Linked DNA regions of Gossypium hirsutum: region 2 is linked to region 1. Evidence: chromatin contacts called from public Hi-C data. All regions are on one chromosome and are shown on one strand. Each heading gives the region's core, a stretch centred on a gene start, on an enhancer-like site or on the middle of the called end of the contact. The rest is flanking DNA. Distances are from core to core; before and after follow the strand shown.

Region 1 (6,120 bases), core at 2,208-4,707:
TTACTTGGACCAAAGAATTTGATTTCAAATTAACTATTTTAAAAATAATATTATTTTAATAATTTAATATTTAATTTAATTTAATATTTATCTTGATAAATATTATATTAATTTAATATTAAAGTAATTAAATTTAATCATAGTTAAAAATCTTAACTTTCAAGTAAAATGTTTAGTTTAAAACAATTCATCTTTTACTTTTACAATTTCTCCCGTTAAATCAAGAAGGAACTTTGATTTCTTTGTTCTTTCCCCTAAATTCGAATAAAACCAAAATTTCTAGTCAACTTAGCATGTGCTTATTATTTAAAAATTTATACACATAATAATTTTTATATAATTGACTTCTACTCAATACTACCTCATAGCTACATTTCCTTTTTTCAATAAATAAATATATTTTGCAGGAAATATTATTTTACTAATTTATTCGTAAACTTCAAAAATTCATAGAAAAAAATAAATTTGTATGCTAATAATGTTTAAAATTATTTGAATTAAGTAATCATACATTTCATCAAATCAAAAAAAGTTAAATTCCCACATCCAAAGTCCAAACAGGCAACTCAAAAATGAGCGACAGTTAACAAAGTCGAGCAAATTTGTAGTCATATTTAATTAAACCACTACTTAAGTTCACAAACCAATTATTTATAAGGTTCTATTGAAACTACAAGGACAACATCATTCATCAAAATATACATCAACTAAAGCACTACCCTTCACGATGAAGAATCAGACCTGGGCGTCGCTGATCTTGAAAACGATCTGGATGACGGGCTTGCACTTCTACTTCTAGAGTGGCTGTGAGGGGTAGTTTTCTTACGTGGTGTAATGCTCCCCCTTGACCTCCTCTCTACAGGTGATGCACTGCGCGAGTAACTCCGTCTTGAGCTGCTCCTTTGCTTGGGGCTCAAACTACGTGAGAAGCTCCTCCTAGAACTTTTCCTTGACCGAGATGGTGTAGCACTTCCAGAAGCAGAGCGGTAACGATAACTTCTACAGTCAGTTGAATCATAGGACCGGTCATGTCTTCTATAGTATCGATCATCAGGTGAGTAGGAACAGTCCCGCCTTCTGTAGTATCGATCGTCAGGTGAGTAGGAACGATCCCGCCTTCTATAGTATCGTTCATCAGGTGTATAAGAACGGTCCCGCCTTCTATAGTATCCATCATCAGGTGAGTAGGAACGGTTCCACCTGCGGTAGTAACAGTCCTTGGGAGTGTAAGATCTATCACGCCTTCTGTAATATCGATCATCAGGAGAGTAGGAACGGTCCCATCTTCTATAGTAGCAGTCTTCTGACGATCCACTGTAAGGGGAGGGAGAACGGGAGTACGACCTGTGCCGAGGGGAGTAAGATCTACTCCTACCCTTGCCAGATGAATAACGAGGAGACCGACTCTGACTTCTTGAATAAGAAGAATAACTTGGAGATCGACGAGGTGAGTTGCTTCGAGATCGATGACGAGCTGGATGCAGATGGGAAAATTAAAAACATAATCAAGCATACTCGAAAATTTTAAATAATCCTGACAACAAGAATGCTCATCAACTACAAAACATACCACGAGAAGTTCTCAACCCCAAATATCTTCCTGGAGTAGGAGTTCTCCCCCTCCGCCTCTTGGCCTGCAGTAAACACAAACTCAAAGCATGAGAAAGTGAAATTAAAAGAAGTTCACAAATAATATATGATAGATGAGAGTATAGCTGTTTTTCACTTTTTCTCGGAAAAGATTCTATAAATTTGAATCAACATGCAGAATAACTGAAACAGGACATAACAGTTAAATAAAGAGAGAAATTCAGGGCATACAACCCTAACAGTCTGACTGTTGTTGTTGTGTTTGAATTGTTTGTTTAGATGTAAGACTTTTGGAGTTTGGTGAAGAGCTGCAACACACAGCTAACCTGCTGCCACAAAAGCTTCAAGTGGAAAGAAGCAAACAACTTTCAAACTATAATAACTGCCCGTCCATAATTCTTATACGAATTAAGCAAGGATCAATTACTACAATCATAGCAGCTACTGATCAAGATAAACCGAATTATGGATCTTTTACCTTCTCCACTGTAATGACACGTCCTTCAAGAACAGAGCGGTTCAAATACTTAATGCAACGTTCAGCTTCTTCTATAGTCGACATTGTAACGAATCCAAAGCCACGAGATTCCCTTGTCCACGGATCAACCACAAGATGAACATCAACCACCTATACATTAAGTTCCCCATTGTAAGAACTTTGAAAGCACATACAGATATTGCTTAACCATACAGAAATTTTATACTCAAATTCAAACATAACAATAGACATGCAAAGTTATACTCAACCATACCTTTCCCTCACTGGAAAAATGCTTCTCCAGCTCTCTCTTGGTGATCCGATGTGACAAGCCTGTCACATACAAATTGTTCCCAGGATTTTCAACACTCCTACCAATAAAAAAACAAATGGGAAAATTAGGTATAAAATAATTGAGACAAAAAATAAAACCAATAAGCAGCAGCAAAGCAGAACAAGATGACTAAACAATACCTTGAGCGACTCCTTGACCTTGACAAAGATCTCGAGACAGACCTCCTGTACCTCTTGTATGGGGAAGGAGAAGGAGAATAGCTTGACCTCCTAGAGTAGGACATCTGACAATATGAACACAATACACATCTCAGTACTTACTTAATTCACAAACAGTAACTTTTCAGTTACAGCCTCTCTTTTATAATATAAATACATAATTTATTCATACTTAGAAGCATTTACACTAAGAAGAAACCCATTTTCTTAACTCAAAATAACAAAATTCCCCACGTTCTGAAATAGTTCTTCATAATCAGATCTTCAAATCAATCTTTCTATAACCGATTGGTTAGAATTTTAAACGCTCAATTTCCTTTAATTTCACCTACCAGGTTAAATTAGAAAAGTACCAACATATAAAACAATCAGAATTGAAATATAATGAATATGCTATATAAAATTAGGCCTTCTAATGCAGCAACGGATCATAAATCAACATAATTGTTGCTACATATTATATAAACGTTCAACTTTTTTTTTTAAATTTAGTTCTTTAGAAAACAAAGATTCAAATTAACTTTCAATACAGCAAAGTAATCGAAAATATTTTAATTTGATCACAGACCTATCTCTCTTATCAGAAAACGAGGGCGAACTCAAATTCAAAATCAACAAACAAATAATTTAAAAAAAAAATCCCCTACCAAGACTTACATATAAATTATGAAAACAGCGTATAAAAAATGAAAAAATTAATTGGAAGGATAAGTTACCTTAAACAAATGAACAGTTAAAGGTAGAGGATGGAGTGTTTTAGATCTATCGTATTCTTTTCTTAATAGCGAGGGTTTCTTACGTTACGCAGCGAAAGATGTAGAAGACATTGAAGAAAGGCTGGTAAAGCATTTTATATATAGGAACGAGGTTCTGAAGTTTCTAGAGAAGCGGACGTGAGGAGTGCATTAAAATTCGGTTGAATCCTTCCCGTTTAAGGTCCGTGGGCCTTTTGGTCACTGCATAGCGTCTGTTTTAACGTTTCGGGTTAGGGCCGTTGCCCGTTAGGCACTTAGGCTCTAGAGACTAGATGATAGGACTCTGAAAAAATCCATCAAGAAATTGAACCGAATCGATAATTTGGTTTGAGTTTTTTATAGTTTAACTCGGTTTTAGTTAGATAATATCATTAAATTATATAATTTGATTTGATTTCAATTTATTATATTAGACATTGAAAAGTTAAAAAAAAATTAATTTAAAAAAATAATATTTTTTAACATATAAACTCATTTAAAACCCAAAACAAAAAGATTTTTTTAATTCTAAATATAACTTTTATTACACTTTTACATATTCTATAATTAAATAAAAAATAAACCCTAAATCTAATTTTAATCTCATCCTCTCACAATTTCATTGCCTATTTATTATTGTTGTTGTTAAAACTTTCAAAAATTCAAGTCTTCATATATTTTTTACTTATTATGTATTATGTTCTTTTTAGTATTATCATCGTAGTTAAAACTTTTATAATTTTGGTTATTATTATTAACATTTTCAAGTTAGGTGCTTTTTTGCTATTATTATGCCTTGTTTGGTTACTAGTGTCATATGAGAAAAAAAATTTTATTTATTAAGTATGTGTTACAATAGTTACATATAAAATAAAAAATAGTTAGTACAAGTTAATCTTGAAATTCTAAGTATAGTAATAACTTTTATACAAAATAGGATTTCTTCAAAATAAGTGAATAAATTTTCTTCTCTTTACTGAAAATAAGTTATGAGAGTAGCTATATATTATTAATAAAATTAGTTTATTAAAAATAAAAATAATGTTTAAGAAACATAAAACAAAAATAATTTTATCTGATTAAGGTTGAAAAGTCGTAAAGGTTGAAAAGTCGTAATGCAAAGACACTATCTTGGATGGAACAAGTGCGCCCATTCTTTGAGAATCCATGGAGGGGTAAAAGGCTCTCTCTTGCTGAAGTGGGGGTGGGATATTGAAGTAGTGCATTGGTTGTGGTTGACTGCCAGATGGTTGAAACTGGTTCTGCTGCTGGGATATAAGTGCTCGTGGTAACATTCCGTTATGAGCTACAGCTGCTGGCTGCTTTGCTCCTTCCGAAGTTCTGACTCAAGTTTTGGAGCTTCTGGTTTACCCCACATAAGCTTCAGCCTCAAACCCTTAATAACCAGCTTATTGGAGAGCTCTTCTGCAACCTTCTCTGCACCTTCTCGGGTTGTATAGGTCACAAATTAAATGCACATGCTTTGTTAATAACCATCTTTATGGACTCGATTTCACCATGGGCAAAGTTGTCTCTTAAATCCTTCTCATTGATCCTTTTATCAAGCCCACCCACGTACAGGGTTCTTATGCTTTCATCCTAGGGAGGTTCCAAAGAAGGTGTCGAAACTTTTTTTTTAAATCGACTTTTTATTTTAAAATAAAAATAGAAGTCACCACCAATCACTTTTAAGAGGTGTAATCGGGTCACCTTATAATTTGATTGTTTTAATAAGAGATTTAATTTATTAAAACAATATTTTTCAGTATACAAAAATCTAGAAAATGGGTTTGGGAATCGGTTACACACAAGGAAGAATTAACATTCTCGTTACGCCTAAAATTGGTACCTAATTGATTACTTGTTGTCTTTTGTGTCGAAAAATAAAAAATTGAAGATTCAAATATGATCCCTCTTTGCATGTTTTTAAATTTAAATCACTTAATTAAATCAAAACTTATATAAGAAGCCTTCTTATTTCGAGATAACGAAAAAGGTCATGTCCCGTAAGTTAGGTCACGACATCTCAAATTCTCTAAAATAAAATTGTCCCCTATTCAATTATTGTTTAAATCTCATGTGTTTTTAGTTTTAAAAGGATCTTCGGTTATTTAGGTTCAAAGAGAAAATCAAACTCCGTACGTTAGGGCTGATTTCTCGAATCTCTAAATAAAAACGTTGCCTTGGTTTTGAAATACTCCTTTTTTCGCATTGAGTAAAAAATTTAATATGACATTTAAAGTAATGTATATTTAGTTTATTCCGGTACAATACAAAACGAGCAAATGTGCCTAAATATAATGTATGGTTTAGTGATAATGAAATAATATAAAATGGCTAGGTGGGTAGAAAATTAGAATGATAAATATTAAGTAAATAAAGGAATACTATAATAATAATAACATAATAATAATATTATTATTATTATAATAAATAAGGTAAATTAAAATAAAAATGGAAAATGCAGGATTAAAAAGATAAATAAACATGACATAAAAATGTCGAAAATAATAAAAGAAATAATAAAATAATGAGAGAATAAATAAAAATAAAATAATAACGACAATAATAATAATAATACACAAATAAAAGAGCATAAACAATCTAATATTTAAGTGTAAAAAGAAAATAAAAAGAAAATAAATAAATAAATGCTCGATGAAAAGAAAATAAAAAAATTCAAATATAACAAAAAGTAAAGGAAGGATAAATAACCAAATAAGTAAATAAATAAATAAAAGAATTAAAATTAGTAAAGCACTTAGTCGTAACTTAAATTAAATTAAAAGGATAAATTGAGATAAA
Region 2 (6,137 bases), core at 266-2,765, 260 kb before region 1:
TTTCATCTTCCATGGGTCTCTTTGAAAAGTAAGTGACATTGTTAAAAATTCATACACCTGGGTAGAACAGTTTGCTTCTTTTCATGGGAAGGATTTGTCTAGACAATAGACACCGAGGCCATTTATTCCTATACCGGAGAATTAGATTAAATTATGCACTGATGGTGCGGTGCAAGATATGTTTGGAATTGCTGCAGCTGGGGGAGTCCTAAGGTATGGAAATGAGGATTGGATTATGGGATATAATAGATTTTTGGGTGAATGTTCCGTCTTTGATGCTGAATTGTAGGTCATTTTCGATGGGTTGGCCCTTATCCAAGATAAACGATTTTAGGGCGTGATGATTCCAAAAGCTAGTTTGGAGGTGGTCAAGGCTATTCAGGATTTCTCTTTGGCAGATTCAAACTCTACCCTCATTAGAAGAATTAATCAACTCTTAGTGAATGTTGGACATTGGGTCATGCAATATATTCCTAGGGAGTTAAACGAAATTGCAAATTGTATGGCTAAATTGGCTTTTGATATAGGACAAAACTTGACGATGTTTGAAAAGACCCCAAAGGAGGCGTTAGCAATCTCTCCTATTGTCAAAACAAGTGTTAGCCTTGCTCAAAAGTCCTCTGTGTAGTTAGTTTGTCTTTAAGTTTGTTTTCTTTTCACAAAAAAAAAAAACATCATATACATATTTTTATTGATTTTTGTTAAAATAAAAGACTAAAGTACTCTTAGTTCATAATTTTTCTAACTGACTTGGTCTGGTTGACTTAATTTTCCTAATCGAATTTGTGTCTGGTTGACTTGTAACACAAACTCAATCAAGAACTAGACTAAAGTACCCTAAAATGATATAATTTAGTTTAATTAAAAAAAGATATTCTCATAATTTTCCTAATCGAATTGGTACTCGAGACATTAACTTAATTAGAGACTTAATTTTTTTGATAAAATGTTGAATGGTTACCATTAATAATACAAGAATAAAAACTAAATGACACATGTCCTAACCTATCAATCACCATTAAAAAGGTAATAGACCCTAATTAATGAGAAAGCTGAAAAGTGAAATATTTCCTAAAGGACTGCCATCGTTAAAAACAAAAAAAAATCCATTTCCTACTACCATAAATTAGAGACTTAATTAAAAGAATAGATATAGACAAACATATTATATATAAATATAGATATAGATGCAAGCATTATAGTACAACGAAGAAATAATAGTATAAAAATAAATAAGTAATTATTAAAGTAATTAAAAATAAAAATGATTCTGTTAAATAGATTTCAATTGTGTTGGGAAGGTGTATATTTTAGAACCAACACCTATTTAACTCTTCTAATGTATAATTTAAAGATTTAATTATTTTTCAAATGAAGTGAAGTTTTAATTAATTCAATTAAAAATTATATCTACGTATTTTCATTGCTAAAAGCCAAAAAGTGAACAAAACCAATTTAACTAGGGCTTTTATTCTTGGATAACCCCTTACCCTGCTTTTATTAAAAAGAAACGGGTGACACTCAAAATATTACAGGTAGGTTGAGTAAAATATTACCGATAATGATGCGATATTAACTGTCAGTTCTTCGTATACCTGTTTTCTATTTTGTCCTATATTGTCCCCATGAATCCAGGGAAGAAGAGAAAAAGAAATGGCAGAGAAAGCCCTAAATTGAAGGATCTAAGAAAGCTATCCACCAAAAAGAAGTTTTCTAAAAAAAAAAAACAAATCGAAAACCCCATGTCCAAAACCACTCCCTCACCCCCCCCTATTTTACTTCTTCCTGTTTTTTGCTAAAAAAAGAGAGAATTCTATTATGTTTGAAATGCATGTTTTAGCTGAAATCTTTAGTCATTTCCTTGATGTTTACTACGTATAATGGATTATTAGCACCCAATTTGTTTGTTTCTCTTATTGCTTTGTTTCTGAAGATAAATTAATATATATATTTTTTAAAAAAATGAGTATTGATGCAAAGGGTATCCAACTTTTTGTCTGGAGAATTATTAGATTTTCTGGAATTTGTTGCTATAAATTTGGACGAAAATACCCAGATGTTTCAGGGTTTTTGATCTTTGTTTTCCTTTTGTACATATTTTTCCCTCATGTTTTCTTGAATTTTATGTACATTTCCCCTATTATTGTCTGCACTGCTGTTTTTATCCGATTTTATTTCAAAACCAAGTATGCTGCATCCCGATGGCTAAAGAAAAAAGAGATTGCAGATGGAAAAGTTGTAAATACATCAAACGAGGCTTCATTGCGACTCCAGAAAAGTGTTCGACGAAATGCTCGAAAGGAAGTGCTAGAATGGGATGGAAAACATAGTGAGGAAAAAGACATGCTTTTTGTGAGAAGTACTTGTGATAGTCCGTCTAGTAAAACTAATTTCTTGGAAGAAAATTCCAAGGTTACCTTCGATAGGGTAGGAAGTTCTAGCAGTGAACATGGAGAGGGTTCCCCCCATGACGAAACTGGAAATCCGAATTTGGTCTTTGATAGTGAGACATCGAAACCTCATCGGGTGTTGGATGATAGCTTTCAAGGGTCATCAGGAACAGGTCCTCGTGCTCGTGCTCGTGCTCGTGGTGTCAACAGCTTGGAAGAAGCGAATGATGCTGGGAATAAGGCTACGAATCGTATGGATCTTGGGTTAACTGAGTTGGAAAGAAACAAAAGGCTGCAAAGTTTAATTGCCAAACGTAGAGCAAAAAAGTTGTTTAGAATGGCAATTGAGAAAAGCCTGATGGGTATCAATGGTATTCCTCCTTCTCAAATAGCTCCCATTCTAACCGCTAAAATCAACAATGGTGAGTTTTCAAGTCATCTTGATGAAGACGATTTACCGATGCCTGGTTCAGCCCCTTCCTTATTGTTGCCTAAACAGAATTCATTTGACCTTCCTTATGATCCACTTGAAGAAAAACCCAACCTTATGGCCGATAGTTTCCAACAAGAATTCATGCCAGCCAATCTCTTCTGCAGACACGAAAGCTTCCGTCAAGGACCTTTGTTTACATTTCCATCTTCTCAATATCCATATGGTGCCGAGTTTAACACGTATTATAGCGGTGAGAAAAGGCTTTTTGAATGGAAGCCAGGTAAGATCAAGTTAATAAATATATTTTTCATTGTTGAGATCTTTCTTTTATTTGGTTTTTCTGTTTAACGGATAGGCTGTAGAATTGATTGTTTCAAAGCTTTGAGGTACATAATCAAATGATTTAAGTCATTATTCTGTGGATAACAATTGTGAAGAAAGAATTTCCACAAGGCCCTGCCTAAAACTGTGTCCAAAAAGAGTACTTAAGAAAAACTTTTTAGACTAGAGGCAAGGGGGACAAACATATTCCAGAAAATAATTTGATCATCCTATTGAACTCCATAGCCATCAAACCTTTAATATCTGTCAGTATGTAGTTATTGAATCAATGGAATTACTTCAAATTTGGTATAGAAGTTTCTTTTCCCTTTTTAAAGTCTGCTGTTATCTAATGGAATAATTTTAACATTTTACCTTTTCATCAGACAAAGGAGGTCACCACCAGCTTAGTTCCTCTGGTATAGAAAATGATATTGATCTTGTTGAGGTAGAAGAATCAAATCACAATGAGGCGATAAACTTATCCGAAGAAAAATATATAGAAATCCCACACAATAGGACCGAAGTAGAAGGGGAGAAGATGGAACACCCTCATGATCTGGAGCCAGGATTAGATAGTGGAAGTGAAGTCAGAATGGAGACAGATTCAATTAAAAACAACAATTCCTGTGACTCATCTTCATCCGAAAACACAGAAGCTATCTTAGATCAAACAAGTAAATCTCCTGGGTTACGCAATGATCATGTGCAAAGGGCCCTTAAACTTGCAATTCCTCCTAAGGGGAGAGCTATTAATAGACTTTCCTTTGATTCCAGCCCGTCGCCATCTGAAAGGCGTAGGATAGACATTCATTCATTTTACAGTACATATAGGCGACAGTGCCATACCCCAACGTTTTCCATAGCTTCTGACTTGCAAGTTGAGGTCTCAGAAGTTGGTTCACCTCCATTAACAACTGAAGGAACAACTTCACCTGCTGATGGTGATTCAGTTATATATGATGGGGATGTTGAAAGGGATATCAATTCCGAAAGTGAAGAACCGTGGGCAGGTTCATTTAACCTATCAAGAGAAGAGGCAAATCGAGAAAGACTAAGAGAATTAGATGATATTATTGAAGAGGAATCTGCTGAAGTGGCTTCAATCTCTCCATCCGAACATGAAACCAAGCAAAATTTGAATAGCAAAATTTCACTATCTTCAATAGTAATAACTGAGAATGGTGCATCCCCTCCAACATATATAAACTCTGAAACTCATCAAGATTCCAGCAACTGCAGGCATGGCAGTTTACAAACATTTTATGAGAGTAAAAGTACCATGGAATCTGAAAAGGAAGTAAAGGAAAGCCATCCTTCAAATTTTATTGAAGAAGATACTCAAACCTTAACTAAGCATAAAGCTAGGGATGCACGAAAGGCAGTTCGAAGCAGAGACAAATTAAAATCTGCTCCAGATATCATAGTTGATCAAAATGTTTCAGAGAACAATATATTGGAACAAAGATTACGTGAATCTATTGCAAGGGCTCTAAATCGAAGATTGATGCTTGACCAATTTTCTGTCAGCTCATCTTCATCTCCAAGGTCTGTATTACCACAAAATATCTTGGCAGATCAAATGCCTATATCAGAAGTTGCACAACGAATACAACGAAATCTATCACAGTCTGTTAGGGAAGATATAGTGAGGCACAATTTAGCATATGAACAAGCACATGAAAGCTTTACTTCTAACAGGCCCCGATTTTCTCATGAATTTGTTTGGAGTTCAATGAATCGCTCATTCAGTAGTTGCAGTCTTGGAACATTGGAGGTCAGTATGAGAGTATCAACATTCAATCTTCGTCTTTTCATACATTAGACAAATCTTGAAATCATATATAATGTTTGAGGCTTATGAATTCAAGTATATAAACATGGTCCTTCACTTTTAAGTACCTTTTCCATTTTCTTTTATGCCTACAACCCCCATTCTTGGCCCTTGGCCCTCGCCCCATGCGTGTGTTTGTGGTAATCATAAAGAACTTCCAGCTTGTAAAGAGCTATCAAAACCATCCAGAAAAATATTCCTGGTTCTACTGAGTATCTTGAAGGAAGATTAAAGTTGAATATGAAATTAGAATTGATCCAAGGAAATCAGATTATCCTAAAACTTATAGATCTCCATATTTGCTTTACTCAGTTGGCACTGAATTACAACAACAGTACGGCACTTTTTCATTTTTTGATTTTGTAGTAATTTTTAACATTACACTATTGACTTATTGCTTCTCATTTATGTTTCTTATTCATGAAATGTCCTTGAAGCATATTTTTTGTAACAGATGAAAATTTCTTATAAACTAGAGAGGCTTTAAACTGATGAAGTAACAACAGCGTTGCTTTGTTTAACTGTACAGGCTGCAAGGAAGGTCATTGAGGCAGGCAACATGGCCGTAAATATCAATAATTCAGCAGTCTTTAACAAGGATGAAGGGGAGAAGTTGGCAACTAATGAAGGTGGATCCCAATTCTTAATCAGACCAGAAGATATCAACAGGCCTGAAAAATCAAATAAACAAGAAGTATATACGGACAAAACAGAAGCAATTGAAAGTGATTATGCAAGCATTGTTGAAAGTGCAAAAGAAAGAGAGGTAATACATTAGTCTGAAGTGAAACTCACGTTTTTACTTAATCCTCGGTTCTTAGAAACAGAACAAAAGAAAAATGAATACCAATTTAAAAATGCCAAATAGTTGCAAACTATTGAATCTTTTGTCCTTTGAAAGACCAAATAAAGAGTGAGAATCAGATATTCTCCTATTTTCTCCTTTATTGAAGAAATGTTTCCTTAATACTTCTAATCCATATCTATATCACTCAGACTCAGAAGTGAGTGATAGATATGGATACACAGGTGTGTATGCTTAAATTCTTTTTTCAACTTTTTCATATATTTAGAGGATTGTGCTCCTATACTCATTTTCGAATATAAGTCAGGCATTGAATATGGGTACTTTAGAAAAAATGAAGAGCTCGGGTAGCAT

What was found. Hi-C and Micro-C count contacts between places; a contact is called where the count stands out from the background.
Region 2: a Hi-C map of leaf shows a contact between it and region 1, with 2.3 times the contacts expected there. The contact joins the promoter of LOC107887565 here to the promoter of LOC107949952 in region 1. A contact is called at or near these places in 2 of 34 Hi-C or Micro-C datasets (both in leaf).

The regions. Positions count from the first base shown.
Region 1 is chrA03:10,332,722-10,338,841 of Gossypium_hirsutum_v2.1, reverse strand. It overlaps LOC107949952 (serine/arginine-rich splicing factor SR45a), which reads right to left and starts at 3,457. Exons shown (of 6, transcript XM_041108269.1): 1 at 3,298-3,457; 2 at 2,543-2,646; 3 at 2,343-2,439; 4 at 2,069-2,218; 5 at 1,571-1,634; 6 at 593-1,474. The coding sequence starts at 2,646. The coding sequence ends at 723.
Region 2 is chrA03:10,590,307-10,596,443 of Gossypium_hirsutum_v2.1, reverse strand. LOC107887565 reads left to right here and starts at 1,515. Exons shown (of 6, transcript XM_041108307.1): 1 at 1,515-3,103; 2 at 3,531-4,921; 3 at 5,508-5,744. The coding sequence starts at 1,963.